Linked DNA regions of Xenopus laevis: region 1 is linked to region 2. Evidence: chromatin contacts called from public Hi-C data. All regions are on one chromosome and are shown on one strand. The core of a region is the stretch at or near the end of the contact, and the rest is flanking DNA. Distances in the headings are between cores, read along the strand shown.

The links. A called contact is a pair of places that touch in the nucleus more often than the background predicts.
Region 1: a Hi-C map of the XL177 cell line shows a contact between it and region 2, with 3 times the contacts expected there. The contact joins the promoter of arntl.L here to the enhancer-like site in region 2.

Annotation. Positions count from the first base shown.
Region 1 is chr4L:4,616,392-4,623,890 of Xenopus_laevis_v10.1, forward strand. It overlaps arntl.L (aryl hydrocarbon receptor nuclear translocator like L homeolog), which reads left to right and starts at 2,827. Exons shown (of 19, transcript NM_001095562.1): 1 at 2,827-2,939; 2 at 5,610-5,710; 3 at 6,119-6,269; 4 at 7,069-7,089; 5 at 7,412-7,450. The coding sequence starts at 6,130.
Region 2 is chr4L:4,523,932-4,530,965 of Xenopus_laevis_v10.1, forward strand. No RefSeq gene overlaps it. Among protein-coding and RNA genes, the nearest start is that of rassf10.L, 6.7 kb to the right of the region's middle. Within about 2 kb of position 3,845, at least 1 of the 7 cell types and tissues checked has an H3K27ac peak or open chromatin away from gene starts, as enhancers often do.

The DNA.
Region 1 (7,499 bases), core at 1,577-4,076, 91 kb after region 2:
GGGCTAGACATATTGTCAGTTTCCCAGCTTCCTCAGTCATGTGACTTGTGCTCTAATAAACTTCAATCACTCTTTACTGCTGTACTGCAAGTTAGAGTGATATCACCCCCTCTCTTCCACCCCCAGCAGAATGGGAAGGTAACCAGATAACAGCTCTCTGGAAGATCTAAGAACAGCACCCAATAGTAACAGCCAAGTCCCACTGAGACTGATTCAGTTACATTAAGTAGGAGAAATAACAGCCTGCTAGAAAGTAGTTCCATCCTAAAGTGCAGGCACAAGTCACGTGACTGGGGGCAGCTGGGAATCTGACAATATGTCTAGCCCCATGTCAGATTTCTAAATTAAATATAAAAAAAATCTGTTTGCTCTTTTGAAAAATGGATTTCAGTGCAGAATTCTGCCGGAGCAGCACTATTAACTGATGTGTTTTGAAAGAAACATGTTTTTCCCATGACAGTATCCCTTTAAGTAAAAATCTCCTTATCTGACCCCTGGGCCCCAAGCATTCCAGCTAATGGATCCCACACCTGTACTTCCGTTAGAAAATAAAGCTTGGGCGGTATCTCAGGTTCTCTTTCACCCTTTGCCCTGGAGCACACGATACATTAGGGCTGTGAGGATGAGTCACGGGGAAGAGATACAATAAACAGCAAGTCGATGACGATAATCCCTGTTTGTCTCTCTAGTTATTTAATTATCTCCTCCTACTGCCCAGGGCCCAGTTCTACTTTCCCTTTACAGAACTTGGGGGGGGATGGGAAGTAAAACAGACACCATTCCAGTGTTTACTACATTGTGCCCTTCTGCCCAATTGATTTAGGTTCATGACTCCTGGTGCCCAAAGCCATTGGCTACAGTAGCATCTCTGGGGGCAACGCAAGACGAGACCTGGGTCTGTTATACTGTCCAACCCTGGAGTCAGCATTGTCAGGAGAGATAAGAAGCTTCAGCTTTGCAAGGAGAGATAATGAGCTCTAAATCATGCCCCCCCTCCCTGCCTTGGCTGCCTGTGTCTCGAGTTTTTAGATAAGGAGGAGGTTATCACACAGGTACTGGGAGGGACAGTGTGAACAACTGCAAAGACAATAGGCACAGAGCATCTCTCTTGCTGAATTGAAGCAGATATTGCTTATATTTTAAGTTGGTCATATAGGGATATGGTTCTGCCGTTCTTAGCGCTGAACCCGTGCCGATTTTAATCAGCTCTATAAAGGAGTTAAATATAGTAGAATTAATTGCAGGGTAGCATTGTTGTGTCTCTGGGAGGAAAGAGGCCAAACCGGTTTTCTGTGGGTGATGTGGCATGTGCAGTAGTGGGACACACCCTGTTCCCCTGGCCTAGAACGTGCCTGTTCCGCCCGTGCCAAATTCTGTGCCGTAAATAACCAGAAAAATGCAGCTGCGTTCCAGTTTAGGTACCAGAATCCCCTGTGATCCGATGGGAAGCTCTGGGATGGATTAGTACAAATGCACCATAGTGAGAGATTCGGGAAGCCCTGTAAGCAGCAGAGCAGGAACATTCCCAATCCAAGAGGATCGAGTGCAGACTCGTCCCATTTATAGGCTTAATGAAGGTGTGTCTGGGCACGAGATTCCCTGCTGAGAGATCCCTGGCAGTGCCCAATCTGGGTCAGCCCAGCCCTATTTATTTACTAAACAATTATTTCACTGTTATTGCTGTAAAAAGGACTGCACTTCATACAAATGCTACAACTTTTTTTTTTTTTTTCAAAACACATCAGTTAATAGTGCTGCTCCAGCAGAATTTTGCACTGAAACCCATTTTTCGAAAGAGCAAACAGATTTTTTTATGTTCAATTTTGAAATCTGACATGGGGCTAGACATATTGTCCATTTCCCAGCTGCCCCCAGTCATGTGACTTGTGCTCTGATAAACTTCAGTCACTCTTTACTGCTGTACTGCAAGTTGGAGTGATATCACCCCCTCCCTTCCCCCCCAGCAGCCTTACAAAAGAACAATGGGAAGGTAACCAGATAGCAGCTCCATAACTAAAGGTGGCCATACATGGGCCGATAAAAACTGCCGACAGACTGAGTCGGCAGCTTATCAGCCCGTGTATGGGGCCCCCCGACGGGCTTCCCCGATCGAGATCTGCCCGAAAGTCGGCCAGATCTCGATTGAATGGGACTAAAAATCCCGTCGGATTGCGGCTGGATCTGTTCGTTGATATGGTCCCTAGGGCCCACAATCGAATCAGCCCGATATTGCCCACATCAAGGTGGGCACATCAGAGAGAGATTGATCTCTCCGTGTATGGCCACCTGAACACAAGCCTGGTAGATCTAAGAACAGCACTCTATAGTAAAATCCAGGTTCCACTGAGACACATTCAGTAACATTAAGTAGGAGAAACAACAGCCTGCCAGAAAGCAGTTCCATCCTAAAGTGCAGGCACAAGTCACATGACTGGGGGCAGCTGGGAAACTGACAGTATGTCTAGCCCCATGTCAGATTTTGAAATTGAATATAAAAAAAATCTGTTTGCTCTTTTGAGAATTGGATTTCAGTGCAGAATTCTGCTGGAACAGCACTATTAACTGATGCGTTTTGAAAAAAAACATGTTTTCCCATGACTGTATCCCTTTAATAATGATAATAAATGCTTTTCACCCTAATTTGGGAAAATAAGATATAGTGTGACAGGTAATAACCCCCCCTGCCGAGCAGCCGCAGGAGACGCCAGCGTAATTACACGTACGTCCTAATTCCAATTATCCCCTTGCTTTGTCAATAACCTACATTTGTGCCTCCCCATTGATTTCCTCTGCCCACTGATCAGAACTCATTTGCCTTTGCCGACAGGGTTGATTCAGACGGGGGAATAAGGTGCTCGGGTGCAGAGGGTGGAAGATTTATCCAGCACAGTAACAACTCCCTCCCTACTCGCTTCCTCAGAGAGATCCTGTATATAAAGGTAAGCCAACATCTTCATTGGGATAATGTGACTCCGCCCCTAATTAATAGTGATATTGGCTGGCAGTTAGTAATCATTATAAAGTGCCAGTGTAATCTCCCCCTGTGCCAAGGACACGGCCAGTCTGGGTTGTGTAATGCTTAATGCGCTGCTGGGGCGATTGGAAAAGCCTCATAAGTGTCAGCAGATTAGAGCTGAGATCCGGCACGGGGGGGGGGCGTAATTGGACTGGGCAGGTCATACAGCTCGTATCCCTGCCCTCCTGCATGAGAAATAGTCCGTCCAGGATCACTTCACTTGTATTGTCATGGGAACCTAGAGGAAGTTTAGCAGAGGCAGCGCCAACAAAACCACTGAACTCATTAGGGATTTTTTTCATCTAACTCCTCCTTTAATACTCTTATATTTTTACAATACCTTATTCATTATATACACCCTCTCTGCTCACAGGCAGGTTATAATCAGATTGTTAGCTCTTAAGAGCAGGGCTCTCGTGTTTCTATGTAACCTGTATGTTTTACTTTTGTTGGCTTTTTTATAAATACTTGAAAACTAGAATAATAGTAATTATTTATTTGGACTTTTTGTCATAAAAATTATATTTCTAGGACACTGGTCTGACTGTAGCTGTGGTAGGGCCTGGGCAAAGAGACTGAGAGTTGTATTTCAACAACAGCTTAAGGTCCAGCGATACCCATAAAAAGTGTTGCTGTCTCCCTCTTGCCCCACTGTCCTCCAGCTTTCACTACTAAACTTGCTTTCACCCTGAACTCCCGACCTGCAAGTACTGCTCTGTTTGCCATTTCTGTTTCCAGCCCTATTTGCTTGCGGCTGTGCTGAGACGGCTGTACATTGGGTACCAGGGGGTATTTATAGAATTACAGAATGAAACCCAAGTCCCGGCTATGCCAGGCAGCCATGCCAACTATGGTGCCACCCTTGCTTCCTCCCAGCATGCCCCATTCCTGTCTTTTCATTCATTCCTTTCTGGGAGACAAATACAATGTGATTGAAGGAGAGATGACAGTTAGTTTCCCTCGGCGTTTGTTATTGTTAAACGCTTTGCTCAGAGCAGTGACTCCTTTAATCTACCCACAATGCCTCAGCCGGCTGGGGGGGGTGCCCCGGGGGCAGTTGTATAATGGTACAGCCATGGAACATACAGTCCCGCTCCTTGGCGCTGACTCAGTTGACCTACATTTTTTTTTATACTGACCTTGATTTTCTCTGTGAGATGCTCGTTACTCACATGATTGGGCTAATCGTGGCCGCAGGCTTGTCATGTGATACAGTAACTGTCTCTTTTATTCAAATACCCCCCCCCCCCCGTGCCTCTCGCTGCTCCCCTTTTCCATTTAATTGTTTAGTCATTTGAGTGACGTCGGTCCCTGTCACTAAATATAGCCGCGCCGGCGGGATCGGCTGCATCTAATTGGTGCGAGGCACAGGGGAGACATAGTGATTCCTGGTCACTAAAGGGGAAGTAGAGACTGCAGAGACAGGATTATAGTGCAGGGGTGGGAGCAGACTGGAAATGAATGGGAGGGGTTACATTGATCTGGATGAGAGGCTGATGTTCTATATAATATATTTCCCCGCCCATATAGCTACGGGCACAGAATGATTGGAATTGCCCCAGAGCCACTGGCCCTTCCACACGTTTACTGGTAATAATGTTGAGCCAATTGCACCATCAGGCAGAACTGGTTTGTTATGATCAAAGCACCAGTCGGATCTCTCCTGAATGTTACGTTTTCTACTCCCCTGCATGTCTCATGGGCAGTGGTCCAGCGGCATTCCAGATCATTGTCATATTTATTTATATCCTGTATAGAGAGATACCAGCATAGATATTCTCTTGTACTTAGCACAATTCAGCAGGAACAGCCCCCTAAGTTTGCTCATAGTCTGTACAGAGAGATCCCATAAAACTATGGCAGCATAGGTATTCCCCTGTACTAAGCACAATTCAGCAGGAACAGTCCCTAAGTTTGCTTATAGTCTGTACAGAGAGATCCCATAAAACTATGGCAGCATAGGTATTCCCTGTACTAAGCACAATTCAGCAGGAACAGCCCCTAAGTTTGCTTATAGTCTGTACAGAGAGATCCCATAAAACTATGGCAGCATAGGTATTCCCTGTACTAAGCACAATTCAGCAGGAACAGTCCCTAAGTTTGCTCATAGTCTGTACAGAGAGATCCCATAAAACTATGGCAGCATAGGTATTCCCTGTACTAAGCACAATTCAGCAGGAACAGCCCCTAAGTTTGCTCATAGTCTGTACAGAGAGATCCCATAAAACTATGGCAGCATAGGTATTCCCCTGTACTAAGCACAATTCAGCAGGAACAGTCCCTAAATTTGCTCATAGTCTGTACAGAGAGATCCCATAAAACTATGGCAGCATAGGTATTCCCTGTACTAAGCACAATTCAGCAGGAACAGCCCCTAAGTTTGCTCATAGTCTGTACAGAGAGATCCCATAAAACTATGGCAGCATAGGTATTCCCTGTACTAAGCACAATTCAGCAGGAACAGCCCCTAAGTTTGCTCATAGTCTGTACAGAGAGATCCCATAAAACTATGGCAGCATAGATATTCCTTATTATGGTTATGCAATGTCTTTAAAATTAAAACAGAACAATAACTGAAATCCTTTTTTTCCAGACTCGGAGGCATGAGCGCCTGTAGGTGACTGACTTCCCTTGGCTCCTGGGGGGCCCCATTAACTCGCAACCCTTTCGCTTCTCTTAGACACAATCCTTCAGGTGAGGAGCATATATGAAATTGTTACAGGAGATTACAGTGGGTGATTTCCTTCCACAAATACACACAGGAGAGTTCATTGGCTCATCTAATTGGCCCTATTGTGATTCTGGTAGGGCCCTTAGATTGCGAGTTCCGCTGGGGAGGGTCTGATGTATAATCTCTGTAGAGCGCAGTAACCCCACTCTGTGATTGTTTTTGTGTTTCCCGGGAACGCTGTGCCTTTGATTGGTGCCCCATATCCACTTACATACATGGTGTTAAGGAAATAAGATCACAAGTGTAATGAAATTCTCCCTGTGTAAGACAAACGCAACCCCTTCTCTAATTGGCTGGTTTTATAACCCAATCAGAAGGGTTTCCATATAGTCCTTTTAATCAATCTGAACTTTGTCTCCTATTGGCTGCAGCAGATGATCCAATGGCCGACCAAAGAATGGATATCTCCTCCACAATGAACGATTTCATGTCCCCCGGCTCCACTGACCTCATATCCAGCTCCCTGGGAATGGGAGGGATCGACTGTAACCGCAAAAGGAAAGGGAGCCTGACGGATTATCAGTGAGTACGAGAGGCTCCACCCTCTTCTCCCTCCATCTTATATAAGCCCATGTGACCCCGATCCTCTCTTCTGTTCAGGAACTAAGAGAATTGGGTCAGTGTGCTGGTGGTGTCACAGACCTGCCACTGATGTTAAAGGGACACTGCCTCACTTAAAGGGGTTGTTCACTTTCAGGTTAACTTTTAGTATTTTATACATTGGCAAATTCTAAGCAACTTTGTCTTCATTTTTTTCTTTTTAATAGTTTTCGAGTTATTCCACTTTTTCTTCCGGATCTTTCCAGCATTCAAATGGGGGGTCACTGACCCCATCTAAAAAACAAATGCTCTGTAAGGCTACAAATGTATTGTTATTGCTACTTTGTATTACTTATAGGCCTCTCCTATTCATATTCCAGTCTCTTATTCAAAACAATGCATGGTTGCTAGGGGAATTTGGACCCTAGCAACCAGATGGCTGAAATTACAAACTGCAGAGCTGCTGAATAAAAAGCTGAATAACTCATAAAACACAAATAATAAAACTTAATTGCAAATTGTCTCAGAATATCAAAAAATTATTTAATTTAAAGGTAAACAATAACTTTAATTCAGTTTATTACTCAGGCTCTCTTTCTGTTAATTTTTAGCATCATTTCCTATTCTTGGCAATTTTTCAATTAGTTTCCATATCTTAGTAGCTATTCAAATGGGGGTCAGTGACCCCGGCAGCTAAAAAGCTTGGCCATGTTGCATTGTTATTGTTCCTATAATACTGTATGGCCACTCATCCACACACTCTTTTGTTTCCTTCCTTCAGGACTGATGGCTTCTCATTCGAGTGAGTATTAATATTCCCGCTGCCAGTTCCTTTGCCTCCCCATAAGCTGCTGGTCCATATCAGACCCGAGATATATACAGAGCTGCACGCTGGCCTATAGAGTGCAGGAAACAAGCCTATAGTTATCATTAGAGCCTGCTGCTGTGTCATGTATAGAATAATCAGAAGCTCCAGTCCTTCCATATACTGATGCTTTGTTCCCTACATCAATGATACCCTGGGGCCAGTATAGTCACCCCTGCTGCAGCCCAACTGCCCCTGATACAATATGTAGGGCTGGGATTGTCTCACTAATGCTGCTTTATCTTTCTCTAAACCACAGTGAGGGGATGGATACAGACAAGGACGACCCCCACGGACTGTGAGTAACGCCCTTGTGTGTTGGTCTTATGGGGCAATTTGCTATTGTA
Region 2 (7,034 bases), core at 2,595-5,094:
TAGATCAGCTCAGCAGAACCAACGGGGTGGGAGGGGGGAATTCTGTTAAACCCCTGCAGATCTCATCCATCATGGAAGAACATTACCTGATCCATCAGAGAGAGAAAATGTGCCTCGTCTGAGCTTCCCCAGGACTCAATTCAACTCACAGACTGGGAAAGATCTTTTAAATAACAACAAGATCACATTGCAGGGAGCCATTAAGGGCAAAGGGCCCGGCCGGATTGAGTGGCTGATGGATGGGGAGGGCCGATTTGTGGGATCAACTCCCTATTATCCCCATATTAATCTGTAAGCCAAGCTGCCCTTGTGCTGTTCCAATAAATAAAACCCAGTCCAGTTAGTGATAATTTTATCACATAATTCTTTAACCTGACCTTTTACAAGGCTGTTATATTCAGTCTCATCCGAGTTCATATTTGCTTTACATGTTCCGAGGTTTTGTTGGCTCTGTCTTTGTCGAGTCTCCTTAGTTCTTCTCTCCCAGCTACAGGCCGGCATTTTTAAAGGGATACACTGAAATCTGCACTGAAATCAGTTTCTTAAAAGAGCAGAACAGATTTTTTTATATTTAATTTTGAAATCTGACATATTGTCAGTTTCCCAGCTGCCCCCAGTCATGTAACTTGTGCTCTGATAAACTTCAGTCACTCTTTACTGCTGTACTGCAAGTTGGAGTGATATCACCCCCTTCCTTTCCCCCCAGCAGCCAAACAACAGAACAATGGGAAGGTAACCAGATAGCAGCTCCCTAACACAAGATAACAGCTGCCTGGTAGATCTAAGAACAACACTCAATAGTAAAATCCAGGTCCCACTGAGACACATTCAGTTACATTGAGTAGGAGAAACAACAGGCTGCCAGAAAGCAGTTCCATCCTAAAGTGCTGGCTCTTTCTGAAATCACATGACCAGGCAAAATGACCTGAGATGCACCTACACACCAATATTACAACTAAATACACTTGCTGGTTCAGGAATTCAATTTTATATTGTACAGTCAATTATTTGCAGTGTAAACAGTGTCATTTAGAAACTACATCATAAAAATCATGACAGAATCCCTTTATAGATAAAGGGTAAATTAAGCTGCAATGAGCCTGATCCCGAATGAATATCATGACCATAAAGCAAGATTAAAGTCAGATAGGAAGGTGCTACTCTTTACTAAGCACTGCCATATTTGTGGCCCATTGAAGGACCCCCAAATCCAATTTCACATGATATTTTCTATGATTTTTAAAAACGCTGAAGATACAGGAGTAGAAGTTCAAGCGAAGATCTCAACTGCCCCCGGGCGACCCTGGTTTTAAGGCAAATTTAATTAAATAAAGCCGTAATGAAAAAAAAAAGGTCTATTATTTCAGAGAGAAAACATATAGAGGCTTGCGCAATGTGCGGTTTAGCTGGGGGGAGGGGAGATCTTCAGTAATTAAAATGTACCTTGTGTGCAATATACTTAGTAATTTATGGAAAATATTTGTGGGAAATGTTGTTGTCACTCCTTGGGGGCAAACAATCTAATCCCATTGTCAGGCCTCTAACTTCTAGAGCTGGTTTTTTTCTCCCATTAGAGCTTCACTGCCAACATTTCATGCGTTTAAAAGTGAATTTTATTTTTAAAAATATTTTTAAAATATAATATTTATAAATTTTTTATTCAGCAGCTCTCCAGTTTGCAGTTTCAGCCGTCTGGTTGCTACGGTCCAACCATGCACTGATTTGAATATGAGACTGGAATATGAATAGGAGAGGCCTGAATAGAAAGATGAAAAATTAGCAATAATAATACATTAGCAAATAATTCAACAAAAACTAAGAATATATATATAATGAAGACCAATTAAAATGTTGCTTAGAATGAGTCATTCCATAATATTCTTAAAGTTAACTTAAAGGTGAACCACCCCTTTAAAGGTCATTTAGGATAACTTGGGCTCTATAAAGTTATTCAGCTAATGGCACACGGGACAAATAATTCAGCCCATGGAGAAGCTTTTTTTGGGCTGAAAACATGCATTTCGATCCGAAGCACAAGCACGGAACCATCGGAGTTACTTGTCCTTTAACAATAACAAATAAATGAGCCGGGTGGCCCCCTGAAGAGCCTCTGATGTGACTAATCACTCGGCAAGTGCAGCAAATAAAGCTACCGACGGCTTAATAGGCATTTTCTTCTCCCGCACAATTGTTGTAGCTGCCGCCTCTTTAAAGCAGATTATGTTACCCACTTAGGCAACCTGTGCCAAAAAAACTCATTTCCTTCTCAGTGTCCGGCGGAGAGAGGGGGCCGTGTTATGTGAGAGGTCCTGAAAGAACCCGTTTTGTTCTGAGCTTTGGGGACAAACGTAGAGAGAGAGAGAAGAGAGAAAGAGAGAGAGAAAGAAAGAGAGACAGACAGACAGACAGAGAGCGAGAGACACACAGAGAAAGAAAGAAAGAAAGAAAGAAAGAAAGAAAGAAAGAAAGAAAGAAAGAAAGAAAGAAAGAACGAGAGAGAGAGAAAGAGAGACAGACAGACACAGAGAGCGAGAGAGACACAGAGAAAGAAAGAAAGAACGAGAGAGAGAGAGAGAGAGAGAGACACAGAGAGCGAGAGAGACACAGAGAAAGAAAGAAAGAAAGAACGAGAGAGAGAGAGAGACAGACAGACAGACACAGAGTGCGAGAGAGACACAGAGAAAGAAAGAAAGAACGAGAGAGAGAGAGAGAGAGACACAGAGAGCGAGAGAGACACAGAGAAAGAAAGAAAGAACGAGAGAGAGAGAGAGACAGACAGACAGACACAGAGTGCGAGAGAGACACAGAGAAAGAAAGAAAGAAAGAAAGAAAGAAAGAAAGAAAGAAAGAAAGAAAGACACAGAGAGCGAGAGAGACAGAGAAAGAAAGAAAGAAAGAAAGAAAGAAAGAAAGAAAGAAAGAAAGAAAGAAAGAAAGAAACGAGAGAGAGAGAGAGAGAGAGAGAGAGAGAGAGAGAGAGAGAGAGAGAATGCATGGCCAGCAGCACCCATCTGGCTCCCATAAAGTGTCCCCATCAGGGTTGCCAGGTTGGCGGTTTTCCAGCCAAATTGGGCAACTAATTTAAAGCCCAGGCAGGTTTTGTAGGTACAAACTAGCCAAGGTATTCTTTGGGCCTTTGGCTGGTTTGTAATTTTAAAAACCAGCCAAGAAAGAAAGAGAAAAGAAAGAGACTGATGTTCTTCTGTTTAGGAATAAAATTATAAACCTTTCTCACATCTTTCCTAAGCAGAAGAACATCAGCCTCTTTCTTTCTCCTGACAACTTCCTTGACTACTTGGTGGTCAGACTGGTGGGAAACTGACCAGCAGGTGGCGCTGTTGTAACACAATTCATAGTAACAGTACATGTGAAATTAAAAAAAAAAAAATAATGAATGTAAATGACAAAATTTCTTAGAATAGCCCCTTCATCAATTTTAAATTCACTTATTTTAAAGGTTTACTTATCCTTCAAAGGGCCCCTATTGTCTGTGAGCTCCCCCATGGCCGTGGGGTCTGCCCAGCTCCCCCTGCAGATACACCACTGGCTTGGTCTATTATTGCAGGGATTCTACATATACACTCTGGATAAGAACAATGGTCTAACAAGACACAGGGAAGGATTAGTTACCCTTTATCTGGAAACTTCATTTGCATTTCCTACCCTGCTGCCAGGGGGGATCTTGGTGTTAGTGGCTGGGGCAGGACAAACAAACCCATATAACCTTTAAATTACACCAAAGACTGAAATCTGAGCTTTTAATATGACAAAAAACAGAGCTATTAAGACCCAAATTGGACCCAATCTTCAATCTTTGGGGACAAATCTGATCCGTTACAGGCTCATTGTGATTCGACTAGATCATGAGATCTGTGAGGGGAGCATTCGAGTTCACACAAGCGCCTTTTGTTCTACGTGTCGAGTCCCATGGAAGGTTGGCGTTCGCGTTCTCACTGGAACGGGGACCAGGGTTGCCAGGTCTTATTTTTCAAAACCAGCCAAATTCAGCTACGAAACCAGCCCCGAACTAGCCAAGAGGCTCTTCAAAAGAAGCCCAAAAAATCGCTACAAAATAACTACAAAGGAAGGAAAACACAAGAATGTTTAAAGGATAAGTAAACCTTTAAAATAAGTAAATAAATAAGGGAGCTATTCTAAGTGCTTTTGTCATTTACATTCATTATTTATTCTTTTTTCATTCCAAGATATTAAAGGGGTTGTTCACCTTTCAAACACTTTTTTTAAATTCAGTTGTTTTTAGATTGTTCCCCACAAATAAAGACGTTTTCCAATTTCTTGCCATTATTTATTTTTCACTGTTTTTCCAAAATCTAAGTGTAAAGTTGAATGTTGGTGTCTCTGGTGTTTGAGTGACAGCTCAGTAATTCAGATTCTGAACTGTTACAATTTTACAACATTTAGTTGATCCATTTCTAAGCAGCATCTCTGGAGTATTAGTAACTATTGTATCAAGTCTATTGTAATGTAATTGTAATTGTAATTGTAATGCCTGTAATGAATTTCCAGGATTCGGTTCGGGATTCGGCCAGGATTCGGCCTTTTTCAGCAGGATTCAGATTCGGCCGAATCCTTCTGTCTGGCCAAACCGAATCCGAATCCTAATTTGCATATGCAAATTAGGAGTGTGGAGGGATATCGCGTGACTTTTTCGTCACAAAACAAGGAAGTAAATATTTTTTTCCCTTCCCACCGCTAATTTTCATATGTCAATTAGGGTTCGGATTCGGTTCGGTACTCGGCCGAATCGTTCACAAAAGATTCGGGGGTTCAGCCAAATCCAAAATAGTGGATTCGGTGCATCCCTAAATGAAACCCAGAGATTTTGCTCAGCAGGGACAAAGATAAGAAATGTATTAACTAAATGTATCCATTTAGAACAGTTTACAGGGTCGGCGACCCCCCTTCCAGGGCTGCTTCAGAAGGTCAAAAAAGACACTTCACACTTCAATATTAGAAAAATGGTCACACATATAAAAATAGAAAGTCATTGGGAAAAAGTCATTATTTCTGGTGATCTATCTGAAACCAACTTGTTGTTTGAAGGTGAACCACCCCTTTAAGGGATACACGTACTGTTAATATGAATGAATTGTGTTACAACAGCGCCACCTGCTGGTCAGTTTCCCACCAGTCTGACCAGCAAGTAGTCAAGGAAGTTGTCAGGAGAAAGAAAGAGGCTGATGTTCTACTGCTTAGGAATACAATTATAAACCTTTCTCACATCTTTCCTAAGCAGAAGAACATTGGAGCAGCCTCTTTCTTTCTCCTGACAACTTCCTTGACTACTTGGTGGTCAGACTGGTGGGAAACTGACCAGCAGGTGGCGCTGTTGTAACAAAATTCATTCCTATTAACAGCACATGTATCCCTTAATATGTTGGAATTAAAAAAGAATAAACAATGAATGTAAATGACAACATTTCTTAGAATAGCCTCCTCATCAATTTTCAAAGTTTACTTATCCTTTAAGGACCTGTGAAATACCCAGCCCAGGGTGATATTTATATATATAGGCAGCTGACCACTGTCCCTAGGGAGGAAGCTTTTGGGGGCCTATATATAAAAAAAAATCCCTCAACCATCCACTGGACCCTTTTAGAGGCAGTGGGGTAAATACAATAGCGGTAAATGGGGTGCACCTGGGCCATAGTAGGTGCAAGTATACCATGGGTGCTGGTGTGGGTGCATGGGGGATGTAGGGGGACCTGGATCTACCGGTGATCACTAAAATGTGATCTAGACTTAAATACATGTTTGTCCACCCAGACAGGCAATCTGTGGATACTGGTGGGGGGCTATTTGGACCTCTATGTTGGCCTGTGCTCACCACCTAAGGGGTTGAGTTGACCAGTGGGCTAATAATAATGCCTTTGGGCATTGGGCCCCGCTATCTTAGTAGTGATTCTCATTGACCCCCATTACATCTAGCACTGGGCACAAGAGGAGTGGTGCTGGCAGGTGTGTGAGTGGCAGTTGTTACCCCACTGCCTGTTTCATTCATTGTGATGGCAGAACCCCCTTAGGGTACTAAGCCTGTGCATGTGACCAGCCTACCTGTCTAATTGGTTGTTTTACATAAATAGCACTGCACTCTAAGGGTTAATATTCGAGGCATCTGGGAGTCGGTTCAGTAAGATTGCCCCCAGGTACACGGGAAGGGCTTCCAAAGGAACCCTGAAAAGTGATTACCAGCCAAGTAAATAACTGGTGGGGAAGCTGTCGGGATATCGAACTGAAGTTTGATGCACGATTCTCCACGAGGGCGTGGGCTGCAATCAGATACTCAATTAATAGATCTCCCTGAAACTAGGCGCCGACATGAACTCTATTAAAGGGGAACTCCGCCCAAAAGCTAATCAGCAGTCAATGTAATTGCTTTTGAAAGCTGAATCTGCCCGTTCACACTCTCTGCACCAGCAGTTCTGACGCGTAAAACAATGTAGCATAAAACAGCAGATACGCTATTTCAAGAGTCAGAACCAGAGAAAGGAAAGGGACAGACAAACACTGCTGCAGCAATGACATTTACACAGTCCAATCAGAATCAGGATATTGGGACGTTTGCGAAATAGGCAAAAAACACAGTTTTTGGATGGGTTTCCCCCTTTAAATAAAGACAGGAGAGCTGAATGCTCAGTAATCTAGGGGGTTACCATGGATATTGAGTCTCACTGAGAACATTTATGGCTCCGGATCCGTGACGCAAATGTTCCACTTTGGGACCTCTCTTTCTTATAAAGATTCAATGGGAATTTCCCATGATTCCAAGGGCAATGAAAGGGACCTTGCCATGAATCCTGATTCAGAAGTCGCATTGTCTCTCGCTGACAGTTCAGAGCTGAGGGGCTTTTAAAAAGCACATGCATCATTTAAATAATGCTATATTGGTATTAATGGGGTTGTTCACCTTTAAATTAACTGTTAGTATGATTTAAAGAATGATATTCTGAGACATTTTTCAATTGGTTGTCATTTTTTATTATTTGTGGGTTTTTGAGTTATTAAGCTTTTTA